Regions from separate parts of the Sus scrofa genome. Here region 2 is linked to region 1. Evidence: chromatin contacts called from public Hi-C data. All regions are on one chromosome and are shown on one strand. The core of a region is the stretch at or near the end of the contact, and the rest is flanking DNA. Distances in the headings are between cores, read along the strand shown.

Region 1 (5,593 bases), core at 1,760-4,259:
GAACCTGGTGGGGGTGGGGTGGAGTCAGGATGGCGGAGGGATCCCAGACACCTCTCTAAGCACTGAGAAGCCATGGTAGGCGCTGGAGGGCCCTTTCCCAGCCGGGGCACCGGCGCCCTGGAGACTGTGAAGATGGCCCACCCCAAAGCAACAGCAGCTGCCCTGTTCTGACACCCAGGTGGGGCCTCGGGGCTCCCTCAGGTCAGGCGGAGACTCACCCATTCCCTCCCCTGCCCCTCCCGCCTCTCCCACAGCACATCCCCTCCAGCAGAATCCCCTTCTTCTGCTGTTTCCACCCAGGATGGACAAACCGCCTCTCCTGTGGGGACACAGCACCCAGCAAGTGCCTGATAATGTTGCCTCTCGTGACCCACAGGCAGAGGTGGCTTCCTGCAGCAGGGTCCCTGCTCACCGTGCCAGGAAGAGGCCAGAGGACTCGGACCCAGGCTGCAGGTCATTGCAGTTGACCATGGTGGGGAGGAGGGCACGCTCTGGTTGCACACGGGCCGCGCTGCCCAGCGCGCGGGCCACTAGTTCCACTGCGTCATGGATGGCGGCCTCCAGTGGGGGCCGAGCAACCTCCCCCATCGCCAGCAGCCCAGGAGGCAGGCCCTCGGTAGGCAGGGCCTCAGCGGGCAGCGGGGTGCCCAGCAGCCAGCGGGGCCCAGGGGGTGCAGCCTGCAGCACCTGCTGAGCACGCACTGCATCGCAGCCCAGGAGGACCGCTATGGGTACTGGGGCAGTGCCCCCCTCTGGCGCTCCCAGTGGGGCCAGGCGTGCCTGCAGGCCTGCATTGCCAGGGTCCTGCCGGCTCAGGTCCAGCACGAGCTTCGGGGCCCAGCCAGCCCGGCTTGTCCAGAGGGCCACCAGGCCACTGGGGTCCCTCACGCGGCAGAGCACCAGGCCGACATCCTCCCAGGTGTGCACCTGAAGCACAGACACCAGCACATCCAACAGCGTCTCCAGGGGGCTGGCCCAGTCCAGCTGCAGGTGGAATGGGTTCTGGCAAAGGAGTGGTCACGGTTAGGGCTGGTGACCTCAATGTCCCACCACACTTTTCCCACCCCCATCAGTAGATGTTCAGTAAAAACACGTCACCTCTATAACTGGACCTCTTGTGCCAGCTTCTTCTGAGCCCCACCCTGCTCTAAACCCTCTTGTGTCTCCCCATCACCATTAGCACAAAGCCCTGCTCTGGCCTCACATTTAGGGTCTGCTCTCTTGGCTCTAGTCACCCTGAGACCTTTTGCATTCGCCCGCTGGAATACCCTTTTCCCATCTCTATCAGCCAACTTCTACACATCCTTCAAAACCCAGCTCCACTATCCCTCCTCTATTCAGATGCCCCAAGCAAGCCAGGGACTTATGGGCTCCCTTTGCGCCCAGGGGCACTCAGAAAGCTCCTCTGAATTTGCTTTGAGTGTGGGAAGGATGAGAGAGCTTTGCCAGACATCTCAGGAACCTAGGGTGTTGTCTGGATGGGACAGGATGCTGAGTGCCTGGGAACAGACTAGGGGGCTGCTGCTCAGACCAGTGGCAGCAGAGTCAATTCGGTATCCTGACGGTTCCTACTTCAGGGGTGCAGTTCCCGGATCCGGCTGCAGAGGGCGCTACAGGCCTGGATTTGGGTCCTGCGTCTCTCCCGTGGGATGGGGGCAGGGATAGTGGAGGTTAAGGAGAGCCAGGGCTTCCTCTAGGATCAGGGTCTCCCTGGTCTCGAGAAGGAAGGCCTGGAGGGGCTTCAAGCTCGGTGTGGAGGCAGTGAGACACCCCCCACACACACTAGCCCTCATGTCCTGGTGGCAGGCCTTTCCCTGCTGGCCCTGAGAATAGGGGTGGTCTTTCCCTGAGACACAACAGGGTCTCCCCAGAGCTCTGCCACTCTTCTCTCCTCGAGTTATTCGGACCTAAATCCGAGCCTGAGGGGATGGGGGTGAAATTAAGAAGAGAGAATAAACTCCAAGAACTAGAAGTGGGTGGAGGAGGGAGGGGTTTGGAGTATCAGGGTGTCCCCTGGGGACCTGAGAAAGCCATTAGGGAGGCTGCGGGTTGGGGGTGGCCTTGGCCTTGAGGGCCTCTGTGAGGATTCTGGAAGGAGAAAGGTGTGAAGCCACAGCCCCTAGAGAGCAAGCAGGTAGACCTGCTTCCTCATCCTGGCCCCACGGCCCTACACGGTAGGAATCTGGGAATTGGGAGGCGTCCTCGGAGCCAGGAAGGGGGCCGCGCTTCGAGGGGGAGTCCGCTGCCAAGGCCAGGGAAGCGTCCTGTGGGATCTGCCATCTGGGGTATAGAGGCGGCTCGCGGGGTTCCCGAACCGCAGGCCCATGGCTCTAGGTCTCTGGGCCCCTGGGCTCCCGCCTCTCTTTCCGCGTCCCTGAGCTCCGGGGACATCCGAGATGAAGCGGTTCTTCCCACGAGCCCGAGGGCCATCCCGGGGCTCCTGTCACCCGGACTCCTAGGTGTCCCTGGGGGCTCCCGCATCTACGGTCCAGAAGGTCCAAAAGTCTGAGTCTCGTGCATCCCAAGGACTCTGCTATCCGGACCCCGGGTCCACGCGCATCCTAACCGCGGCGTCCGCGCGTACCGGGGCGCCGAGGGGCGCGCGTGCCTCCCGCCGTAGCACGCTGAGCACGGGGGTCTCGGTGGCGGCCGCCAGGAAGTGCAGCTGCAGCAGCTCGGGCCGCGCCTCGGGGAAGGCGAGCACGGCCGCCACTCCCGGTGCCGCCAGCGCCTGGCACAGACCGCGGGCCAGCGAGGCGGGGTCGCGGGCGAGGGGCGCGGCAGCCACCAGCTCCAGGCTCAGGTTGTGCGGCAGCCCCGGCTCCAGGGCGGCCCGGGCTAGGGCGGCGCGGACGCGGGCCCGGGCGGCGGGCGCGCGGGGCAGAAGGGCGCCCAGGCGCATCGAGCCCCCCAGGCGCGTCAGGACGCCGCACGGCTGCGGGTGGCCCGCAGCGGGCCCCGGCCCCAGCGCCAGCGCCAGGCCGAGCCACAGCGCCCGCACAAACTCCATCCCGAAGTTGCCGGCGGGCGCCGCGGGGCGGAGCCGCGGGTGGTACCGCGGGAGGCGGGGTCCTGGCCAGCCCCAGCCGCGCCACCCCCGCATGCAGGCGCCTCCCTCGCTGCCTGAGTCCGCCCACCTGCGCCCGCCCTCGGCCCTCCCGGTCCCCCACCGCTAAGCAACCGGCGAGGGAGGAGTGGGAACCACTAGCCAGGGCGGGAAACTGAGGCTCAGATAGCCACTCAAGGCGGGCGGGGTGGAGGTGCACATCAGTGGGGTTGGGTGAGATCTAACCACCGCTCTTCCTGGCTCTGTGGAGGGGTTATTCTCATTCTACAGATGGTGAAACCGAGGTTTGCTTCAAAATAGGTTCCCCATACTCACCCCTGTCCCACTCCCAGATTCTTCATTCCCCCTTCCAGCCTGGGAACATTTCCCATTGTTCAATGAGAGAAACTAAGGGCCAGAAGAGGTCAATTTGTCTCCATAATCACACAGTAGGTCCTCCTACTCCTAATTCCAAGAACCAGTCCACCCAGACCCACACACCTGAGTGTGTTCTAACATCCTGGGCACCCTGGCGAAACTGACTTGTCTGATGGGGACCAATAGGGCAGCTCTCCCACCTTCCAGCTGTGGGCAGCAACTTGAACCAGAGAACTCCCCTTTACCCTTCAAGACTCAGTGCCCAAATGGCCTTGCTTGAAAAACATCCCCAGTTTGTCACCCAGAAGGATGCAGAACATCCCTCTGCCTACATTAACTCGAAAGCACACTCTCACCTTTTTTTGTTCCTTTATTTACATTATTTAGTGGCTAACCCTGGGAGACGGGGGCAGGCGCGGGGGTCCGGCTTGGCAACTGCTCTGAGTGCTTGCACACCGTAGGTGCTCTATAATTGCTTATTGCTTGAGCAACTGTTCAGACAAGGACATTCGGTTATATCACCCTCCACTGCTCCAGAACCTTCTGTAGCTCCATGACATCTGCCAGTTCCCCAGCTGTCTCCTCTGTTCTCTGCTCCTCCCCACCTACCCCCAGAAATAACCTTTCCTGTGGCCCTGGCATGCTGCAGGTGCTCAATAAACACTGGCCAAGTAAGGACCCAGCAGCAGCTCCCTGCATGGAATTCTCTCATCCCAGTTCAGGGAGCAGAGAAAGCCAGGCTTCTCCCAGGATGCCTCAGGGCGCAGGGCAGCAGCTCTGCTCAGAACATTCCAGCTCTAACTAGTGAGTCTACACTCAAGGTTGGCTTTTTTTCACACACAACCAAGCATCTCCTTTGGACCCAGTATCAGAGAGGAAGGAAAAACACTCCATTAGTCGAATAAAAATGCCAAGTGCCAGCCAGCAGCATAGATTGAATTTTGGGATGACTAATGCAGGCTGGGTGGCTGGCTTCCAGCTGACAAGGCCACCTCGTCCAGCCACCTGACCAGCAACCCCAGGACAGGGAGGGGCCTGGGTTCCAGCTCCCTCCCTGCCTGAAGCCACTGTCACACAAGGGAACTGCTCCCCTTTGTTCCTCCCCACTGTTCTGGATGAGGCACCAGGATAAAATGTGTCTTCAGGGATCGCCTGGGCCCTGTCCCACCTTGGGGTAAGGTCCCTCTGCCAACATGAGTCCTCAGTAATAGGAACTCATCCCAAGGGGGGCACTTCTGCACCCTAACATGGCCGTCACCAGATGCTCGGCCAGTCAGTCAACAAACTGCTGTGTGCTGGTTCTGGAAGGCAGCTGAGCACCATATGGCGCCTTTGGGCCCCCCAGGACTCACACAGGGGCACTCCCTGAAGCTGTCATGTCTCTGGTTCTGCTGTCACCCCTCGCCTTCCCCAGAGTGCCACCTGGCCGTTATCTCCCCATTATCAGGCTGGAATCTAACTGCCTCTGTCCACGTGCAACCTGGCTGGGCTCCCTAGATACTGTGCCTCCATTCTCCATCTTTACGAGGGCCAGAGCAGTAGTTCTGACTTCCCAGGTACCATGCGTGCACATTAAACAATTTTTTTTTTGTTTTGTTTAATCTTTTTTTTTGGCTGCCCCCACTGCATGGGGAAGTTCCCAGGCCAGGGATTGAATCTGTGCCACAACCGTGACAATGCCAGATCCTTAGCCACCGAGCCACTAGGGAACCCTTGGGAGGTTTTATTTTCGTTTTCTTTTTTCTTTTTTATAGTCTTTTTGTGGTTTTAGGGCCACACCCGCGGCATATGGAGGTTCCCAGGCTAGGGGTCTAATCAGAGCTGTAGCTGCTTGGCCTAATCCACAGCCACAGCAACACAGGATCCGAGCCGCGTCCATGACCTACACCACAGCTCATGGCAACGCGGGATCTTTAACCTGCTGAGCGAGGCCAGGGATTGAACCCATGTCCTCATGGATGCTAGTTGGGTTTGCTAATCCCTGAGCCACGACTGGAACTCCTTTATTTTATTTTATTTTTTTATTTTTGTCTTTTTAGGCCCGCACCCACGGCACATGCAAGTTCCCAGGCTAAGGATTTTAATAGCAAAATATATATACCGCAGAGTTCACCATTTTAACCATTTTTCAAGTGCAAAGCTCTGTGAAATCAAGTGCATTCACACTGT
Region 2 (5,595 bases), core at 1,937-4,436, 210 kb after region 1:
CTGATCACAGAGTGACCCTTGGGCAGGCATTCCCTCCTGCAAAGCCTGTCTCCCCTTCTGTAAAATGGGACATGGCAGCCCCCATCCCCACCCCCACAGGGCCTGGGGAGGAGCAAGGAGGCCTGAGCCCAAGCCTGGGGCAGAGAAACCCCAGTAGGGAAGACTGATGTAGGAGCCCTCGGAGGCGCCATGCAAATGTGTCAATCTATCCATCAAAGCCTCCTGCCTCCTTGTTTGCTTCTTGTAAGAGCCTGTGATGAGGGGGCCATTCTTGTCCCCAGCTTACAGCAAAGGAAACCAAGGCCCAGAGAGATGAGGACCTCACAGAGTGAGGGATGGAGCAACAGGTGCCGAAGCCTGAGCCCTCAAGCCCCGTCAGGCTCCTCCTCTCTGGGAAGGCCCCCTGGATTTCTCCTTCCCAGCCCTGCTGTGCACCTTGTGGATACCAAACTGAAACTGAATTTATGGCCCCTGTTTCCACACACCTGCTTCCTCATTGCCTCAACTGGCTTCCAGCCCTCAGGCAAAGGTCTGCTGTAGGAGCCCAGGGCTGGGTCGGCCACCCAGTAGGGAGGGGCTCCAAGGGGTCTCTTCCATCCCCTGGGGCACAGTCCCTGGGACCCTAGCTGGGCAGAGCCCCAGGCCCCTGACACCCCTGGACACTGGGTCAGTTTCTGCCCGGCCCCATGGGATCCCAGCCATCCTCTCCGAGGCTAGACACCCCCACACGCTGAGACTGTCTTACCACCTCCTGTGAGCCCATGGTGTGTGTGGGGGGCAGGCAGCTCAAGGCTCCCCAAGCCAGACTCTGCTGGTGCTGATAAGCATCTCTCCAGAAAACTCCAGAATCCCTGGAGCAGTGGGGGGCTGGGGAGGGTGCTGTGCCTCTGGCCCTGGGATGCATTAGAGGGTCTGGGTTCAGATTTGGGGGCCTGAAGCCCAAGGTGGGGACCGGGACCCCAGCAAGGTTCATAACAGGCCTCTGCTCCCCTGGGCAGGTACGGAGTAAAAAGGACTTGATTCAGGCCTTGGAGCCAGCCTGGGGGTGGAGGAAGGGGAGGCCCCCCCCCAGCCCCTGGGGCCTCACTGGGCCCAGGAGAAATGGGGTGGGGAAGGGCTGGTGATGGGGGCTCCCTCCCTTCCCCTTGACAGCCCCCCAGCTGACCAGATGGGGCCCCTGGCACACAAAATCCCATGCCAAAGCAGACCCCACCCCACATGGGACACTTGCCTGGCCCTCACCTGCTGGCTCTCCACCTGTAACAACCTCTAAGCCTGGCTCCGTGTGGACAGCACAGAGACCTCCCAGCCTGCTCTGCCCCAGGTTGCCAGGGGACAGGGCCCCGCCCTGGGAAGCAGGTGTGCCCTCTCCCCCCCAGGCCCCACCTGGGCTCCAGACAAAGTCCAGAGGAGGAGAAAGATGACGCTGGCTGAGTGCTGGGCAGGCACCACGCCCACTGCGCCCTGCCCCTCGGCCCCCAGGGCCCCCAGCGCACAGAGCAGGAGGAGCTGAGTCTGGCCCTGACACCACCTCTCAGAACTGCTCAGGCTCACCCAGCAGTTCTATGAACCAGCTGCTGTTTCTCAGCAGAGTCCAATTCTGAAGCCCCAGTGGGCCGCCTGGCTCATTCCAGTCCACCCCACCCTTTGGGGCCATTTCCCCAGAGAACTCCTTCTGGGAGAAGCCTGGCTTCCTAGTCTCTGGGGGTTCAGCTGGGCCTGGGTTCAAATCCCACTTAACCCTTCTGAGCTGGGGGGAAGGGGGTCACAGGGCTGGGAGGATCCCCCAGCCCGCTTCTACATAAAGGACCAAACGAGAACACCAAAGGTGCCAGAAAACACTGGGATGGGCCAGGCCAGGCCCACTGAGGCTGGAGACTGGTGGCAGGTCGCCCCAGGCGCTCAGCTGTCCTGCCTGATTCTTTTTTGTCTATTTGCCATTTCTAGGGCAGCTGCCGCAGTGTATGGAGGTTCCCAGGCTAGGGGTCGAATCCAAGCTGTAGCCGCCAGCCTACGCCAGAGCCACAGCAACACCAGATCTGAGCCGTGTCTGTGACCTACACCACAGCTCACGGCAATGCCAGATCCTTAACCCACTGAGCGAGGCCAGGGATCAAACCCGCAACCTCATGGTTCAGTCGGATTCGTTAACCACTGAGCCAAGACAGGAACTCCCTGTCCTGCCTGATTCCTGGTCGGGGGCAGAGCACCTGCCAGCCCAGGGTCTGCAAAGCAAATGGGCCATGGGGCACAGCAGTCAGTCTACGGGGAGGGGACACAGATGGGGCTTTCGTACCCCAGGCTAGGGCTCTGTCCTGCTCTGCCCCTCTGCTGACTTTGGGTCCCCTACAAACATATCTCTTCTTCCATCAAATGGGCCTCCAGCTCATTTGCCCCAAGGTGGGGGGATTTGAGGACAAGTCCAGAATGATAGTGTGTGTAAATGTGGCAGACTTGTCAAACCTGGGGTACATGGCCTCCTTTTCTCCTCCCAACACCCCTATAGTTCCCTAGATCCAGCTTTTGCAAATATAGAAAGTGAGCCACAGGAATTTTCCAGTTCCCCCTAAGGGCAGAGTGTCAGCAGTGGGGCTGGGCTTTGAACCTGAGCCCCCTCCCCATGATAGTACTCCCTGACTGCTCGCAGCAGGGGAACCAGGGCCCCCAAAGGGCAGAGGCTGGACCACCCAGCATGTCGGGCGGGAGCCTGGTAGATGTGGCTGTCCCCTCAGGGTTCATACAGCCCGCTGGACAGATGGACAAACCAAGGCCCGGAGGGGTCCTGGCTCCCCTAGATCACACTGGGAGACACAAGTGGGATGGTAGCACCCATAAATGCTGCCTCCCTGTGTTCCCACCCCTTTCCCAGGGACCGGTGTCTCTGTAGAGCTTAGCGGGGATCTGTGGGGCCTCTTCTGTTCTCCAGGGGGCTGTGAACCCAGCAAGGGGCAGTCTCACAGCCAAAGGAAGGGCCAGGGTGGAACCCGCGGGCTCCAGAGGAAACAGAAAGGAAGACCCCTCACCGCCAGGCTTACCTGCCCAGGTGCCGCTCGGCGGTGCACAGGTGCAGACGGGGCCTCCGCCAACACCCCAGCCCACTGGACCAGGGTGAGCCCAAGGGGTACCAGGCCGCGAACGGGAGAAACCAGCTCCGCTGGACCTGGGTGAGCTCCTTTTGAGGCCAGTGCGCCCCGCAGGGCCCCACCCCCGGCCTGGCCACGCCCTCCCGCCCAGGTGAAATTCAAGAACTCCAGGCCCTAGGGCTGTTCACACTGTTTATTCGCTTCTCTGGGAAAGTCGGGAACACGGGGCCTCGTCACACATCGAAAGCGTAGGGGCGGCAAGGGCACTTCAGCGGAGGCTCACAGCTCGAGGAAGGGGGCGGACTAGGGGGGCCACGGCCACCGCGCAGGGGCACTTCCGAGAGGCCTCTCCCCCAGCCGCCCAGGGGCGGGGCTGAGACGGGGACCCAGGCTGCGGTCCAGGGCGGGCCCCCGCACCCACCCTAGGGAGGCGGGCGTGGCCTGGGTTCTGGGCACTACAGGCCCCGAGGGTGGGGCCTGCTCATCACGGCCCACGCGGGAGAGGGTCTGCGAACGCTTGCGTGCGCCAACGGGCCTCTTGGGTGTGGCTGCAGCCAGGGAGACGTGCACATCCGGGTGTCAGCCGCCCCTGGAAGGGGCGCCCTCGCCCCTTCCAGTGATGGGGGGCAGGCACACATCAGGCTGCGCAGCCAATGGGGGTCTCCGGCTACCACCCGGGGAAGCTCCCCGCCCCGGGCCAGGTGACCCTCCCCACCACCTGGAACTCGCCAAGCCCAGCAGAGCTGGCGGTGGGCCTCGTCTCTGGGGTAGGGTTAGCAGGACCCAGGACCCCGGTTCAAGCAGGCTGGGGAAGGGGGCCATGGCGCTCCCCCAGGCTCCCTGAATTAGCACCAGGAGGAAGGAGGGCCCAGTGGGATTGGGAGCTCAGGAACAGGGGCTCACATGGCCCAGCCTCGCTCAGGAGGCAGCTCAAGACTCCCGGCCCAGCCCCGGGGGGGTAGGGGTGGGGGGGGTGTCACAACCCTCCCGCGTTGGGGGAGCGTCTCCAGGCTCCATCATCCACCGGCTGCGCTCAAAGAGGGCGTGGGGAGAGGGGCCCATCAGGCGGGCGGGGGGTGGGTACCGAGGGGGGTCCCGACTGCATTCCAAGACCTTGAGCCCCGCCCCTGGAGGCAAGCCTCTGCTCTGCTGCCTGAGATACAGACTGGGGACCTCGGCCAGGGACCCCACCTCCGGGGCTACGGCCCCAGAACCCCTGGCTCTCAGGATCCCCTCCGGCGGGGGACCCCTCAGGGACCTCATTGGAGGTGGCAGGAAGGCACAGGCAGGAGGCCCAGAGGGTGGTGGGCTGGTTGGGGGCTGCGACGAGGCCCCAGGTCACACCAGCCAGGACCGCCATGGGCGAGAGCCGCATCTGTGAAGCTGCCGTGACACGGTGACATGGGGAGGGCCCTCGTTTGGGGAGAAGCGGGTGTGTCCGTGTCTCTCCTACCAGGCGTGGGTGCACGGCTCAGTGGCTTGGGGGTGTGTGGGGGGTTGATGGGATGGGGAACCCCTGTCCCTCTCTTTCCAGTGAAAGAAAACTCGGGAGGAACGTGTGACAACACAGCATGTCCTGGGCCCATGACTGTGGGTGGAGGGTGGGCAGGCGCCGGGAAGGCGGGCTGTGGGTGTCTGGTACGGAGGGCAGGGCCAGGGTCTGGGGGCCGGGCAGCTCACATGATGGAACAGCATTTACAGCGCTGCTTCTTCATGTCCAGGTCCTGGGGATCGCTGGCAGGGGCCTCAGGCCCCACCTGGTTCTCCTCCCTGGAACCCTCGGTGGCCAGGGGCTCGGCCGCACTGCCATTGGGCGGGGCGGGCTCCTTGGGCTCAGCAGCGTCCTCAATGACCACCAGCTCCGCGGTGATCGTGTCCTGCAAGCCCAGTACCTTCTGGGTCTCCGCCTCATCCTCCACGTTCTGGTAGCCCATGAAGATCATGGTGACTGGAGGCTCCTGGCCAGGCTGGATGCCCGGCGGGCCAGAAGTGGCCTCGCCCGGCTGGGCCTGAACACCTGTGATCTCCCGCCTGGAGGGCGTGGTCCGGACCACCTCCTCCGACGGTCCACGGGTCTCCGGTGCAGCCGCCGACCCCGCCTCACTCAGTGTGACCTCGTCTGCCTTGTGGATGAGTTCGTCCACCTCAGAGGAGCTCAGCGGGTGAATTCCATTCTCAGCAGTGCCGTCCACTGCATGGACCACTGGTGGGGAGAAAGACAGGGTGAGGTGGTTCCCAGACAGGGAAGGCCTGGCAAGGCGGAGTCACCTCTAGGCTAAAGGGGAACCATAAACTAAAATTACCCCTTTGGAGCCCAGTGACCATTAAAGCTCCTACTGAGATCTGTGGACCCAAATCGGTGCACAGGGGAAGTTTTATAGGCACCGAAGTATATGTTAGAAACCAAGAAGGAATAGCTGAATTGGGATTTTCTGGTGTTTTGAAGCATTTCTGTATTCTCCAGGTGACTTGTTCCCCCATGATCACCATGCAAAGTAGGTCTGGTTTGTTT

The links. A called contact is a pair of places that touch in the nucleus more often than the background predicts.
Region 2: a Hi-C map of epiblast stem cells shows a contact between it and region 1, with 2.8 times the contacts expected there. The contact joins the promoter of MISP here to the promoter of GRIN3B in region 1. A contact is called at or near these places in 1 of 5 promoter capture datasets (fetal skeletal muscle), 8 of 47 Hi-C or Micro-C datasets (alveolar macrophages, embryonic fibroblasts, epiblast stem cells and 4 more) and 1 of 2 datasets of contacts at active chromatin or transcription factors (skeletal muscle).

The regions. Positions count from the first base shown.
Region 1 is chr2:77,408,869-77,414,461 of Sscrofa11.1, forward strand. It overlaps GRIN3B (glutamate receptor ionotropic, NMDA 3B), which reads right to left and starts at 3,010. Exons shown (of 9, transcript XM_003353966.4): 1 at 2,585-3,010; 2 at 413-1,002; 3 at 1-4. The coding sequence starts at 3,010.
Region 2 is chr2:77,615,938-77,621,532 of Sscrofa11.1, forward strand. MISP (mitotic interactor and substrate of PLK1) reads right to left here and starts at 3,187. Exons shown (of 5, transcript XM_021084291.1): 1 at 3,036-3,187. It overlaps PALM (paralemmin), which reads right to left. Exons shown (of 9, transcript NM_001038636.1): 9 at 4,567-5,286. The coding sequence ends at 4,760.